2 separate regions of the Mus musculus genome follow, and region 2 is linked to region 1. A link is a contact called in public HiChIP or PLAC-seq data. All regions are on one chromosome and are shown on one strand. Each heading gives the region's core, a stretch centred on a gene start, on an enhancer-like site or on the middle of the called end of the contact. The rest is flanking DNA. Distances are from core to core; before and after follow the strand shown. Region 1 holds the start of Slc13a2 (solute carrier family 13 (sodium-dependent dicarboxylate transporter), member 2). Region 2 holds the start of Poldip2 (polymerase (DNA-directed), delta interacting protein 2).

Region 1 (7,533 bases), core at 1,310-3,809:
CATGCACGTATAAACACACACACACACTCGCACACACACACACATACACACCAAAAGAAAATGAGGTGGAGTAGGAGGAGGAGGAGAAGGCAGAGGATCAACCAAGGCCAGCAAAGTCCATGGCACAGAAGAGGATTATTGGCAGCAGCCAGAAAACAGTAGCCAGCTATTTTGGAAATGCTGAGTTTTGTCCCAGCTTTACCAAAGTAGTCCAGAGCAATGGAGGGTGAGCCAAGGGCAGTACTGGAAATGAGCCCAGCTTCACAGATTCACGTGCTATGACAAGCCATGCCTGTGCTCTATGCTTTAGGAGTGTGGAGGAGAATCGGGATGTGGTTTATAAGCAGTAAATGTTGCTCTTGGGGGAAGAGAATCCAGCCTGGTGGCAGCAGTGGCTCCTCCAGAGCCCTGGGCCATGGGAGAGGCTTTCTTCTAGAGAAACTAGAATTGGGTATTGTCCTGTGTGTCTGAAACTCTTTGTCTTCCATCTTCCTGCCTCTTGCTCACTTCAGTAGCTCTGTGGGAGTAAAGGCTGGGAGCTGCCTGCTGTTTGTTTAACTTCCCATCCTGTCTGGCTCTGCCACCTAGACCCATGCACACGGCTGCAACCATTCTGCAAAGCGTTGAGGGTCTCTCACTCAGACCCCTCACTGGAGCCAGGAGTGCGTGGGTGTCCTAACAGCCTGACAAGGTGAGTGACAGCTGTCAGTCCTATCCTGGGAGGGGCAGCTTCCAACCAAGGAGCCTTTCTGTTTGTTTGTTTGTTTGTTTGTTTGTTTTGTTTTGTTTTGTTTTTCGAGACAGGGTTTCTCTGGATAGCCCTGGCTGTCCTGGAACTCACTCTGTAGACCAGGCTGGCCTCGAACTCAGAAATCCGCCTGCCTCTGCCTCCCAAGTGCTGGGATTAAAGGCGTGCACCACCACGCCCGGCTCCAAGGAGCCTTTCTGTCCTCAGCCCTATACATCTTTGTCAGACTGTGTTCCCACCTGAAAGGTCTCTCTGGCACCCTTCCTTCTTACCCTGGCACCCACAGATCACACTGTGATAATATCAGAGACACCCATCAAACACCTGCTGCATTCAGTATAGGGCCAGGAGGGGCAAGAGCACCTGAGAGACTGTTTCCAAGTAGGTACTCCAAGCTGGGTGTGGTGGCGCACGCCTTTAATCCCAGCACAGCAGAGGCAGGCAGATTTCTAAGTTTGAGGCCAGCCTGGTCTACAGAGTGAGTTCCAGGACAGCCAGGACTATACAGAGAAACCCTGTCTCAGAAAAAAAAAAAAAAAAAAAGAAAAGAAAAGAAAAGAAAAGAAAAGAAAAGAAGAGAAAAAGCCAAAAACAAAAAACAAACCAAGTAGGTATTCCACACCACACTCTGCACCCCGGTCCCCAGCAGCACATACATCAGCCTGCCCGACACCCTCTCGGTCCCACTCTGCCCTCCTCCTGCCTATGACTCCAATCTAGAGCCGGGACACACACAGGCTCTCCTCCAGGCATCTTTTTTGGGGTGTCTCCAGTGCTCTCTCCCCAAGCTTCCACCCTGGGTTGGCATCCACATCAGGGCACTCACAGAACATGTTTGAAGTCTACCCAGCTCTGTGTTCAGGTCTCAGTTTCCCCACTTGTAAAGTGGAACTGTAACACCTAGTGTTTTGTGCGGTCAATGAAACAGTACACAGTCCAGCTTGGACTAAATGCTGGGAACATCACACCCCACCTATGTATGGCCTTTTAATTTCTGTATCCTTAGCACCAAATGCTGCCCATGATTGGTGCCAAAGGTTTGTTGGGTGGATGACAGGTATGAGGAATGGCTGAGTATGTAAATAGCGTATGAAGCAATATTTGCTGTTTTTCCATGGCAGTCAAGAGGTGGGGACCAGGAAGATTCTGAAAAAAAAATAATAATCTTTATTGTCTACCTACCACACATCGATGCTCAACATATACAGGAAAGGATTACTGCAGAATGAGGAAGCGGCCAGTGGCCAGGTCAAGTCAGTGGGTCAGTCTTGTGCTAAGGGTATGAAGAACTTGTGACTTTGACAGATTCCCTGATACCTAGCAGGAGGGGGCAAGTTTGTGGTTGGCTGGCCAGTTGCCCCCAGGCCTCCCAGTAGGGATCTTGGGCTTTAAAATTCCCAAGGATGGGATGCCTGGGTAGTCAGGATAGGGGTAACGCCCAGCTCCAAGGGTCATGTGTCAACTGCTCAGCTGAGAACTTGGCTTTGGGGAAATCAAAGGCGAGAGGTGGGCTGGCCTGGAAAGAGAGCTTAGCTCCTGCTCTGCACAGCCCCGACTCCAAGTCCGGTTCCCCCGGCAGTCTCTGTGTCCAGAAGGAGTGAAATCTGGGCTGCTTTCCTCCAGTAACCCGAAGCTTTTATTTCTTGTCTTTACCCTCCCTGGCTCCCGCTAAGTCTTCCTGGTTGTTACTCCTCCCGCAGGTCCCTCCTCCTTACTCCCACCTCCTGATTCCAAAAACACTCTGATTGCCAGGGTGGGTCAATGGTTAACACTCCTCTGGCTTTATATAAGCTGCCCCAGGCCACCTGCTGTGCGCTACACCTTCAGTCTTTTTCGTAGCTCCTGGAAGCAGCTGCCGGGACAGGCTGGTCCTCACCATGGCCACCTGCTGGCAGGCACTATGGGCCTATCGCTCCTACCTGATTGTGCTATGTCTGCCCATTTTCCTGTTGCCTCTGCCACTCATTGTCCAAACTAAGGTAAGGACTGGTGGGTCTCATTCAGTATAAGTGACTCAAGGGGTGACGTCAGGGTCAAAGTGGGGCATCCTTAGGTTTTCCTTTTCACCTCCCTTCCCCAGAAAGTGAAGCCACCACCTCCTGGTCTTTCTGAGAGCCAAGGGTGGTTTCCGCAGGGCACTTTGGAGCCTGCTGGTTTGTGGTCAGAAAGCCAATTGCATAAAGGAAATGCAGCCGACAGATGAGTTTATCTGACTATTGTGTGCCCATTAGCGCTGAGCTCAGTGCCAGCCAGGGACAGGAAGAGCCAAGTGGGTAACTAGCTTTTGAGAGGATAAGTAGGAGAGAGCTGGCCTCAGGCAGCTGTGCCCTCGAAGATAAAACTAAGATAAATGACTCACCTGCAGTCTCACGGGTGGCCACTGAGGGGGACCCCTTTCAGTGTGCACAGCCAGAGCACAAGGTGCCTGCCTCCTTCCCATCTCAAGAGGTTATTCACTTGAAACCCCACCCCCCACCCGCGCCTGTGACGGGCATCGAGGGATTCTGTGCTTCATCTTATGAGCCAGGTCCCACTGTCCCATTTTGCAGATGGGGAAAAGGAAGGTAAGTCAGTTATTCAAAGTCCCAGGACAGAACTTGGTGCCTTGGAGCTTGGTTTCTATGTCCTTTGTGGTTTCTCTGTAAGAAAATTAACATTAAATCCGGGTGTGGTGGCACACGCCTTTAAAATACCAGCACTCAGAAGCAGAGACAGGCAGATCTTTGAGTTCAAGGACAGCCCTGGCTACGTAGAGAGACCGTGTCTGGAGGAGGAGGGGCATTATATGACAAATTTAAAATTAGCTTGGAGGTCTGGAGATACAACCCAATCAATGGTAAGGTTTTTGTCTGTCTTGTGCAAGATCTGGGGTTTAATAATCCCTAGCACCATCAAAACTAACAAAAACACAGACAAAAAAAAAATCCCTAAATTTTAGCTAGGTTAGTGGTGGTGCACAACTTCAAACCCAAAATTTAGGAGGCAGAGGCAGGTGGATCCCTGTGAATTCTAGGTCATCCTGGTCTACAGAGTGAATTCCAGGACAGCTAGGGCTACATAGAGAAACCTTGTCTCGGGGGATGGGGGTGGGGGTGGGGGGAATCCCTAGATTTGAATGAAAGTATCCTAGAGCTTTGGGAAAGGAAGCTCCAAGAGGGATTCAGACCTCAGCCTCAAAGTCTAGCTGCCTCTGCAAAGGACATGGATGGGTGGGGGCAGAACTAGCGGTGTGGCTGTCTCCAAAACTGACACTGAATCTTGGCCATGGACCATCCCACGCCCCTGGTTCTGCCCAATGAGCCACTACTTGTTGCTACAGATAGGGGAAATCAATCCAGGAAGGCCTTGGGTTTGCGTTATCTCTGAGGGAGAAGGCTCAGGATACGGTCCCCAACACTTGCCCAGTGATAAGGCCAGACTGATTTTGGAGATAACCTTTCTCAGACAAGTGGCGTCTCTAAGCGGGGGATTGCTCAGATAGATTTCGGACAGGCTGGAACACGTGTGACACCACCACCATCCTGGGAGAGGCACACATAGCTCAGAAAGATTCATTGTTTTGCCCCGGGGTCACGTGGCAGAGGGAAGCTGAGTTGTTTCGAGAAAGCTGTGCCTTTTGGTGAAAGGATGGTGTGCAGTGGCGGGAGTGTGAAGCTCCAGGGTTTGCTCTGCTGTACCTGGCCCTGCCACCTGCTTCTGCTTGCCCTCTGTTGACTCAATCAACTGTCCTGAGAGGTCAGGCCCTCATTTGGACCTTGGGTTCCTATCCTACACAAGAATTTGTGGTCAATTTCTCCTTCCCTGCTTGACTGAGCCCATCACCATATAAACCAGATTTTATGCTTCTCATGGCAAACTGTCAAGACCCTGCAGGTCACAGTCACTCTTTCTCTGAGCCTGCCTTCCTTTTCTATAACCATTCCTTTGCTATAACCATAGCAAGCCTCAGAGTGTGCCTGCACGCGCGTGCACACACACACACACACACACACATACACACACACGTGTGTGCTTTCTTTCCTCACTCCTGACACTGCTATCCAGAGTCCCACTAGCTTCCAGGGTCCTAACCCAAGACCCATCCTCAACCCTGCAGCAAGATTTGTCCCAGATGGTCACACCCACTTTGCCCTCACTTGACTTTAGTGACACCTTCTCTGTCTGAGAGACAGTGACTCCTTCTCTGTCAGACTCGGCAGGTTTCCCAGCATCCTTCCTGTCTTCCCCCCCCCACACACACACCCACTCCAACCCCTCCTGATTCCTGGCCAGGTAATTGTATACTGTCTCATAATTGGAAAAGCATCCCTCTTAGCTGGGTGTGGTATCACTCACCTCTAATCTCAGCATTTGGGAGGCTGAAGTAGCAAGATCATGAGCCCAAAGCCAGCCGGGGCTAAGTGGTCAGAACTTGCCTCAAAAACAAAACAAGAACCTCCCTGCCCCCAAGACCTTAGTCTAGGATCCTACTCCAGACCTCTACAGTTGTATCAGCCAACTGTCTTGGGTATTTGGTCCACACAAATATTTCTCTATAATCAGCCTGGCATCCAGATCCAAACCAAAGCTCAGCCTGGCACCTCAGAAGACTTTTCACATCGTCTCATTGAGAAATGTCTCAATGCCTTTGATGCTAGCCATGACTCCAGCCATTCTGAAGGGTCCACTTTCCCCCACCTACTCACACACCAGCAGTCCCCGCAGCACACTCCCAAAGTGTCTGCATTATGATCCTGTAGTGCCAGGGAAGTGTTAGTGATTCCCCCAAAACAGACAGGAGCCAATCTGGTGCAAGTCACCGCAGGGTCTTTTTATTCTATTCGAGCTAGCTTGGGCTCCCAGGCACACCGGCCGGCAGTCACACAGGATGATTCTTGGTGAGAAGAGGAGCCCGGGATATCTATCAGGCAAGGTTTTCTAGAAAGCGGCAAGCAAGGGGGTGGGGTGAGTGTACATCTAATTGGAAAGCTGCTGTGGCCTTTAGCATAATTGGCTGGTGCTGGGAATCAAATCATAAACTTAATCTCTAGTTCCCTCTGTATTGGTTAGACAGGAGGTGGGCTTGTAACCTGGGGGTGTAAACCTGTAGGGGAATAACCTGGAGACGCTGGTCTTGTTGGGGGTCAGTCTAGAGACTGGAGTTAGGTTCTGGTTTTGTTGTGGGGGTGTAACTTGGAAACTAATGCTAGGTACTGACCTGTTAGTTTACCTGAATTCAAACTTAGGTCAGGTTCTTAAAAATGGAGTCTGAACTTAAAAGATTTGGCCTCTCAATCCTAGTAAACTCATCCTAAGTTGAGACTTCTATAAATGGAAAACACACCGTGCATCCACTAATGGCTACCCACTAACCACAGCCTGGCGATGCAGCTCAGGGCAAAACCCCCGCCGCTGCCGCCCCACCCTCCCTACCCCACCCCCGTCAGATCACACTAGTCACTCCGGCGTTTTATTTACAGAGCAGTCCCTGTTTGAAAGGATCCTGGCTGAGGCTGAGGATGTCATTCCATGGGCAGAGAGGGTTTGCCTAACATACATGAGGCCCTGGATTTACTACTCTCTAGCACTCTGAGCATGGTGGCACAGTCCTCTAATCGCAGCAGTTGGGATGTGGAGACAGGAGGACCAGAAGTTCAGGGTCATCCTTAGTTACACAGTGAGGTTGGAGTTAGCCTGGTATAAATGAGGTCCTGTCAAAAAAAAAAAAAAAAAAAAAGTGTGTATTTGTTTACTTTCTTCCTAATCTGTGAGGCTGGGAGTTTGACTTACTCTCTGGCCCCTAACATGGGAAGGAGAGCCCAAGCCAAGGTTCAGATCTCCATAATAAATCAGTTAACGTTTACTAAATGTGTTTTATGTGCTTGGCACTGGGCCAAGCACCATAAAGACTTAATTCAGTTGTTTCCCACAAGAGACGTCTTTGTTTGTTTGTTTGTTTGTTTGTTTGTCTGAGACAAGGTTTCTCTGTGTAGCCTTGGCTGTCCTGGAACTCACTCTGTAGAGCAGGCTGGCCTCGAACTCAGAAATCCATCTGCCTCTGCCTCCCGAGTGCTGGGATTAAAGGTGTGTGCCACCACGCCCAGCCAGAGACCTCTTTTTGACCATGATGTTACTGCCGCTGCCTCCACTTCATAGACATGGAAACTGAGGCCCAGAGGGGTGATGTAACTTGCTTCCGATGCCATCTGGAAAAAGAAGTTGAGACACTAATCTGATATTAGAGTCTCCTCCTGAAGCTATCCAGAGAGGCAAGGAGGTCCCCCATGACTGATCCCTTCAAATCCTCCTCCTTCATGACCACCCAGCCAAGCCCTCCTCTTTTCTCTCACCAATGCGTGTGACCTCCTGGCTCTTTCCCAGAGTCAAAGGACAAAATACAGATGTTTTGCAGAAAATGTAGTTAGGGTCTAGAGGAAGAGACAGGTGTTTGTGCCACACAGATGTAGCAAGAGGGCTGGAGCACTCAGGACAGGCAGTGGCTACCTCAAAGGAGTCAAGATAGACTGAGTGTCCAGGTGGAACCACAGCTGTGAGAGGCGACAGACATCGGAAAAGCAGACGACCTGCAATAACCATTGTATGAAACGAATGACAGGCGATTTCATGAAATGCTGTCCCTTTGGATGGTGTCAGCTGATACAGTACAGTGTGGCACTTGCCCAGCCTTCAGGCACGATGGCAGAAACTTGTCACCCTTATGGGTGAACCTCGCACTCGGTGCTGTGTGACAGACACCATTTATGAGTTCTGGAGAGATGAGTGGGGGACTTGTCATCCTCGGGGGG
Region 2 (7,533 bases), core at 2,400-4,899, 90 kb before region 1:
TAGGGCAACCAGAGTCATGTAATAAATAATATTGAAATAAATCAAAAGGTAAACTCAATAATAATCATAAAGGAGAAGGGGTAAAAAATGGCTGTGTTTAAAGGGCACTGCTGCTCTAATGGAGGACCCAGGCTTGGTTTCCAACACTCATGACAGCTCACCACCATCTCTAATTCCAGTCTCAGGACCCAGCGCCCTCTTCTGGCCTCCCTGAGTACTGTACACAGACACTTCCAGGCAAAACATCCATATACACAAAATAAAAACAAACTTTTTTAAAAGAAAAGAAGTAAAAAAAAGTAAGAAAATAAATCAAGAAAACTGTTCCCTAAAACATTCTCTGGGGTTCAGATTATAAAAAGGAAGGACAGACAGTTCTGGGGAGGCCCACAGAGACCCCATAGCACTTTTGTCTCCATGGGGATGAGTGCCAAAGAAACACTCTGGGATTATTTCCTTTATTTTAGTTGGTTGGGTTGTTTTGTTTTGTTCCTGTTTGTTTTGTTTTCTGAAACAGGGTCTCTCTACAAAGGCCTGGCTCTTTTGCAGTTCTGGAGCTCACTCTGTAAACCAAGCTGGCTTTGAACTCAGAGACCCTCCTGTTTCTGCCTCCCAAGTGCTGGGATTAAAGTGTACAGTACCACGCCTGGCTTGGGGTTATTTCTAAAGCCCAAGGGATGCTGTTTTTACCCCAACTGCATGTGTCTGCCACAAGTCAGGCCACCTGAGGACACCATGAGATAAGATAGAGAAACTTACTTTTCTGGAGTTGCAGAAGCCACATCCCGGTCATACAGTCTGGCCTGCCAGGGAAACAGGACGACCCCTCGGTAGCCAAAAACACTATGGAGGAATAGCTAGGAGGAGAGAGATCTCGATGAGCCTGCTGTCTCGAAGATCCATCCAAGTGGGCCCCGACCATAGCGGCCTGGGTAGAAGCAACTACAGCAGTCTCCCCAGCTTTGCCCTCAAACTACTGAAGTATTCTCATGCCTGTCACCAGGCTGACCCCAACCTTTCAGATCACCTTTGGCCTCCAGGGAACTTTCCTTGCCCTGCCCTCCTCTTACTGCAGCGCAGAGCCACTGATTATAACTGTCTGCTTTAAGGATTTGTTTTACTTTAGTTATATGTGTGGATCTGTATCTGGGTACCATGCACTTGAGTGCAGGGACCCAAGGAAGTCAGAGGCATTGGGTTACCTGGGGCTATGTGACTCTGGAGTCAGTTCTGTCCTCACCTTTACTTCTAGGCTTCCTCAGCAAGTGCCTTGACCAGTCGAGCCACATCGCCTGCTTCTTACTGTGTTTTAAGAGTATCACTACACTAGACCTCCAACTTGAAGTGATCCTTCTGCCCCTGCTTCTGGAGTGCTGGGATTTGATGCTATTATACACATATCTCCAGAAATCCATCTTTAACAAGTTTTGTGACTCTAGTGCACATGCATTCACACGTAAGAATACATACTATCAGTTGTTCTTTGATCTCCATGCCTGGGCGCATGCACACACGCACGTGTACACACATACCCATTCTAAATAAATCAATGTAAAAAAAAAAAACAAAAACAACCTTTTTTTTCTTAATTTGTGATTCTGAGCTGAACATGGTTACACACATCTGTAACACAAGTATTCCATAAGGGAACGAGTTTGCAATGTCAAGGTCACCGTGGGTTACAGAATGAGTCAAGGCTAAACTAAGCTACACAGAAGACTCTGCCTCAAAACAAGTCCAAAATTTATCTTGGTCAAAATGAAGATGGATTGAAACTTGGGGTGTAGCTCAGCAGATGGCATCTGTCTCTAAGACCGGTGGGCAAAGAGATGAAGAATGAAAAGATACAAATACCGCTGAGATTCAATATTCTGACCAAACTTAGCTGCATTCAGAAACAGAATAGTCCATGAAAATGAGAGGAGACCTAGCACAGTACCTACCTGCCCAGTCTCATATTTTCCATTTTGTTTTGGCACCTCAAACACACCAACTGTCTCCAGCACTTTGCCCTCTGCACGGTTCCTGAGTGGGAAGGAAAAGAACAAGCAAGTGAGACCCTGAGAAGACAGCAGTCCTTCGCCAGGAAAAATCAGACACGTGAACAAAGAAAGCCCCCTAGTACTCTGCAGGGTCAGGGCAATGACAGCCAAGGCCCAGGATGCTGCTTTTCCTCATTTAAGATCCAGCCATGGGCATCTACATGGTGAAGGTCTCCCAGTCTTCCAGGGTTTTGTGTGACTACTCCAAACTTACTTCCTTCTATCTTTACTTAGCATTTCCAAAGTCATTCTTATTCTTGCATATCCTGTTTCAATGCACACCTTCACCCACCCTCCGGGTCTTCCCCCCCCCCCACATGTTAACCATCCTTCCAACTTTGCATTTCAGTTCCTGGTATGCATGCCTTGAGTCCATTAAGGACCTGAGAGACATGCCTAGTGTGTAAGAGGTGCTCAAAAAGCATTTGTTCTGAGGCAAGCAGTTCTTCTGTCTCTACTTTTACCCACTGCTGCTTGGCAGTATACTCACTAAGCCTGGCATTTGCTACTTGGAAGAATTGTTCTGAACCAAAAATGGTTCCACACATCGGTAATCCCAGGGCTCTTAAGGCTAAGGCTGGAAAATAACAGGTTCTGGGCCCATCTGGCTACACAGCATGATTCTCCCAATCCTACACATTCAACTGTGCTGTAAATTCTAAGTCTTTACCCTGACCTCAGGACCTAGCATTTCTAGATTCTCAAAGGTACCCCACACAGTACACTTAGCACTGCCGTGTCTCCACCCAGTGTCTTTTCACATTTACTTGTCTTAAATAGCAAATACCTCCCTTAACCACTATCAGGTCATTTCCATCAACTTATCCTTTTAAATAGGATTAATTTTGCTATGGATCCATCAAAGCACTGTAATGTTACTTTGGAAATGTTAACTTCATAGCCAACTTTTCAATCCTGTCTGATCCCTACAAGGCTTTGTTTACACCGCCCCCCCCCCCCCGAGCCTCAACCCCTATTTCCCAAGTCACATGGGCAAAATCAGTCTCCCCAAGGTCACATGGAAACAGGACCCACAAAGGTAGACACTTAAATCGACTTGTTTCCCACAGAATAGCATATTTCTGAGAGTCACTGACCCAAAAGGGCCCGGGGATCCCTGTAGTTGTATTAAATGGCAGCCCACTCCAGGTGCCGGGGACCCCAGCCTGGGAGGCAGGATTCGCCTAAGAAGCGTTACTTGTTCTCCCTCGGAGCTGCCCTGCACTGCCAGGGCCCTGGGCAGTGCTCCCTTCTTTGCTCTTGGCACATGTCCCAAGCAGCCCGTGTCGGCTCTCTCCTCGGGACCCTTTCTCAGGTGGCACTCCGGCTGCCCAAACAGAGTCAGGCCTCCTGGCTTCCTTAGTAGCTAGGTAGAAAACGCTCCCTAGATTCTGGGCCCGGCTCCCTGGCCCCCTCTCTCCGTCCCTCACCGGGACGACAGATGCCTTCGGGTCGTCGCTGTGGCCACCGGCGGAAGGCCCCCTGCTCCACCGACCGCACACAGTGGCCTCGACCCTCGGGTCGTGGCCAGCGACCGAGACCACCAGCGGCTGCCCACTGCTAGGGCCCGTCGGGCCACACAACCAGCCATGTCCCGCCCGAGCGCCCGCTCGGCTGCTGACACAGGGCCCGACCCGCGGCGGGGCGCCGTCCCGCCCCCGCCCCACACTGCCCCGCGCCTAAGCCCCTCCCCTCGGGCCCGCCCCCCGCGGCCGCGTGGGCTCCTCCAGCTACATCCGGCGCCTGTGAGCGGAAGTCCGAGTTTGGGATCACCTGATCAGAGCGTGAGGCAGAAATGGCGTCTTCCTTGCTTGCCGGCGAACGACTGGTTCGCGCTTTGGGTCCTGGCGGAGAACTGGAACGGGAGCAGCTCCCCCGGAAGCTGCGTGCCCAGCTCGAGGCTGCTCTGGGAAAGAAACACGCGGGCAGTGATAATGCCACGGGACCCCGGCGCCTGGTTTCATTCCGTCTCATCCGAGATCTGCATCAGCACCTGAGAGAAAGAAGTGAGCGGTCCCCATTCAAGAGTCGCCGCGTTCTTTTCAGATCTAATCCCTTCTGAGGCGTATTTTCCCCCCATCACTCTCGAGTGCCTACCGAGTTCTCATATATCCAGTCCAAAAGCCTTCTCATAAACCCCAGGTTTACTACTTCCATCTTAACTTCCGTGAAAATTCTTAGTGTGTTACAAAACGTATTTTCAGATTTTGTTGAGTCCTCTTTTAGTGCCACCTAAGTCCATGTGAATTTTTTTAGGAAGTCGAGATTGTAGCCCAGTACTATCTGACAGGTTGAGTTTCTCCATTTGAGGGCCATATATCAATAGTGAGCATATCGTGTTTGGAAAAAGTGATTTTTTTTCCTTCCATCTCAAAGGTAAAGGTGCAAGCCCCAGTTTAGGGGTGAGGGTAGGGAAACGGTAACAACAACAAAAACTATTGAAAGATCTGGATTGAGTCGCATGTAGTTCTAGACATTGTAAAGAAGTCATTTCTCCTTTTCAGACCTATTTACTTATGTTAAGGTAGGGAATAGGGTAAACTGGCATGTAACTTACCTTGCCAGAGTTAACATATCCTGGCCAGAAGTGCAAAGGGTAGATGATCAACTATTTAGACTTAAGAGAATCTTAGAAAAAGATCCTCTAATACAGTGTCCGCTGAGTGTTTAGCATCACAACCCAATCCTGACTAGGACAGATCTATTATTTTCACAGAAATAACCTACCATTGGTAGTGGTGAGGTAGGGTTGGTAACGAAGACTGACAGTTAAAGTCCACTCTATGACACTAAAAAATACTTAGGTGGAATTGTCCTAAATCTTTCCTAGTTGAAAGTTATCTTGAGTAAAATGAAAAATAATTGAATAAACACAAGGAGAGAAAGAAAATGATCACAAGGTTGGGCATGGCACGTACCTGAAACCCAAGGGGCTGAGGCAGTAAGATTGTGAGTTGTCTAGATGAAGTACATGAGAATTCAAGAGACAGCTAGGTGTATCTAAATGAACTTAAGGTTAGACTGGTTTCATAATGAGTTCTGAGCCAGCCTGGTCTACATGATATGTGTATGTATATACATATATCAGCCTTGTCTCAACAATATATCTATATATGAGAGAAAGAAGTGAGCGGTCCCCAATCAAGAGTCGCCGCGTTCTTTTCAGATCTAATCCTTTCTGAGGCGTATTTTCCCCCATATCACTCTCCAGTGCCTACCGAGTTCTCATATATCCAGTCCAAAAGCCTTCTCATAAACCCCAGGTTTACTACTTCCATCTTAACTTCAGTGAAATATGATATATATATATATATATATATACGAGTTATATATGAAATATATGAGTTAAATATGAAATATATATGAGTTTACAGGGATGGCCGTGTTTTATTTGGGTAAAAATTAGGGCTACCCACTTCTGTCATCTTAGCTTTCCAGCCTCAGCTGCACGTGTCATTATGTGGAACCTTATTCTTTCCAGATTCCAGGCTGTATCTTCATGAACTCCTAGAAGGCAGTGACATCTACTTTCCAGAGATTGTGAAGCCTCCCCGGGTATGTAACAGAAATTTGTGAGAGTTGGGTACAGGTTTTATTAATCAGCTTTTGGGTTTGAAATCTTATATTTTAATTCTTTGGAAAAGCTGAGCTGTGGCTCAGTGGGATAGTACTTGACAAGGCCCTAGCACCAATAAATACATAAAATTTGGGGGCCAGTGAAATACCTCAATGAGTGGGGGCACTTGCTACCAAGCATGGCAGGCAACCTGGGTTCTGTCCTTAGGACCCCCATGGTGGAGGGAAAGGCTGACTCCCAAAGGTTATCTCTTCCCTGCACACATGTACTGCTGCTCGGGTTTATGTGCATGTACAAAGGATTTAAAAAAACAAAACCAAAAGCTGTTGGGAGTCTAAGATCAGGGAGAGAAACCTCTCTGACGGCTTTGGAAAACTGAGACTCAGTGAACCATTTTCCAAAGCAGTGCAAGCATAACAGGTGTGCGGTGTCCCAGCACCATTAGGAGTACAGTGGTCTTTGGAAACATGTAAAAGAATATCATTCTTCTCACGTGCTTATTTTTGTTTAGAATCCAGAGCTAGTTGCCCGGCTAGAGAAGATTAAGATACAGCTAGCCAATGAGGAGTATAAGCGGATCACTCGCAATGTCACTTGTCAGGTAAGGGCCTACTGCTCGAAAAAATGTTCGAAAAAGGCCTAATGTTCGAAAAAAACGGCGAGGGTAGTGTAATGGCACACACCTTTAATCCCAGTACTTCTGATGCAGGGGCAAATGAATTTGAGACCAACCAGAACTATATAGTGAGACACTGTCTCAAAAAAGAAAAGAAAAATATGGGAATTCAAACTTAGTCTATACACTGTTGTAGAACTGTAAGGCCTATGTTCCATGTGGACCAAGGCGAGTCTTCAGTGTATTCACTGAGACTCTGGCCTTAGATAGTGACTGAATTTTTTTTTTTTTTAATGTTTGTTTGTTATGTATGCAGTGTTCTGTCTGCATGTATGCCTGCATGCCAGAAGAGGGCACCAGATCCCACTATAGATGGCTCTGAGCCACCTCTCCAGCCCTGGTGGCTCATTCTTTTTTTTTTTTTTTTTTAAGATTTATTTATTATTATATCTAAGTACACTGTATCTGTCTCCAGACACACCAGAAGAGGGCGTCAGACCTCATTACGAATGGTTGTGAGCCACCATGTGGTTGCTGGGATTTGAACTCGGGACCTTCGGAAGAGCAGTTGGTGCTCTTAACCACTGAGCCATGTCTCCAGCCCCCTGGTGACTCATTCTTAAATGTCATAGAAATGGATATGAGCCGTAGAGCTTTCTTCTTTATTCAAGGAAGGGTTTCTGTAGCCCAGGCAGCCTCCCAAATACTAGGATCACAGGTGTGCCTGTAGCCTCTCTTTCCCGACAGGACTTCTTTGGCATGTTTTTGCGATAACATAGGAAGGTTGATGGGTCCTAGGAGCCTGGATCCTCCTCTTTATGATCTAAAAGGCATCATACAAGTCCCAGGCTAAAGAACCCAAGGAAGGGAGAGCTGATGTGTTGAGAAATAGAAAGGACTGAGGCTGAACTGGTAAAGGGGACCTGAACTGCTCATTCTGAAATTATCTGTTTTGTTGTTGTTTTATTTTGTTTTGTGTTTTGTTTGTTTGTTTATTTACTTACTTTTTCCCAGGATGCACAGTGTGGGGGGACTCTCAGTGACCTGGGAAAGCAAGGTAAGGTGCTGAGAATGGGAGCCCAGGCTGCTCAAACCTCTCCCTGGGGTTGGTCATGGCCATCCTTCCTACCACACGCACTATTATGAGATGAAGTGTAAGACGTTCGTTCAGACTTGGTCTCTGAAGAGAACACACCAGATAGGGGAGGCAGCTCTGAGGTAATCTGTCCTCCCTGAGAATGCTGGCCTAAATGCTTCCTCTCTGAACTGTTCCCAAAGTGAGGTCAGTGAAGGCTCTG

Evidence for each region. HiChIP or PLAC-seq counts read pairs in DNA pulled down with a chosen protein or histone mark.
Region 2: a contact with region 1 is called in an H3K4me3 HiChIP or PLAC-seq map of embryonic stem cells, with 16 read pairs. The contact joins the promoter of Poldip2 here to the promoter of Slc13a2 in region 1. A contact is called at or near these places in 1 of 484 Hi-C or Micro-C datasets (nephron progenitors), 4 of 115 datasets of contacts at active chromatin or transcription factors (the SCID.adh cell line and embryonic stem cells) and 3 of 9 other capture datasets (adipose tissue, liver and pancreatic islet).

What each region holds. Positions count from the first base shown.
Region 1 is chr11:78,417,260-78,424,792 of GRCm38.p6, reverse strand. It overlaps Slc13a2 (solute carrier family 13 (sodium-dependent dicarboxylate transporter), member 2), which reads left to right and starts at 2,559. Exons shown (of 12, transcript NM_022411.4): 1 at 2,559-2,727. The coding sequence starts at 2,626.
Region 2 is chr11:78,508,412-78,515,944 of GRCm38.p6, reverse strand. It overlaps Poldip2 (polymerase (DNA-directed), delta interacting protein 2), which reads right to left and starts at 3,649. Exons shown (of 11, transcript NM_026389.3): 1 at 3,473-3,649; 2 at 1,944-2,025; 3 at 760-857. The coding sequence starts at 3,633. Tmem199 (transmembrane protein 199) reads left to right here and starts at 3,777. Exons shown (of 6, transcript NM_199199.3): 1 at 3,777-4,048; 2 at 5,524-5,597; 3 at 6,131-6,220; 4 at 7,250-7,292; 5 at 7,514-7,533. The coding sequence starts at 3,838.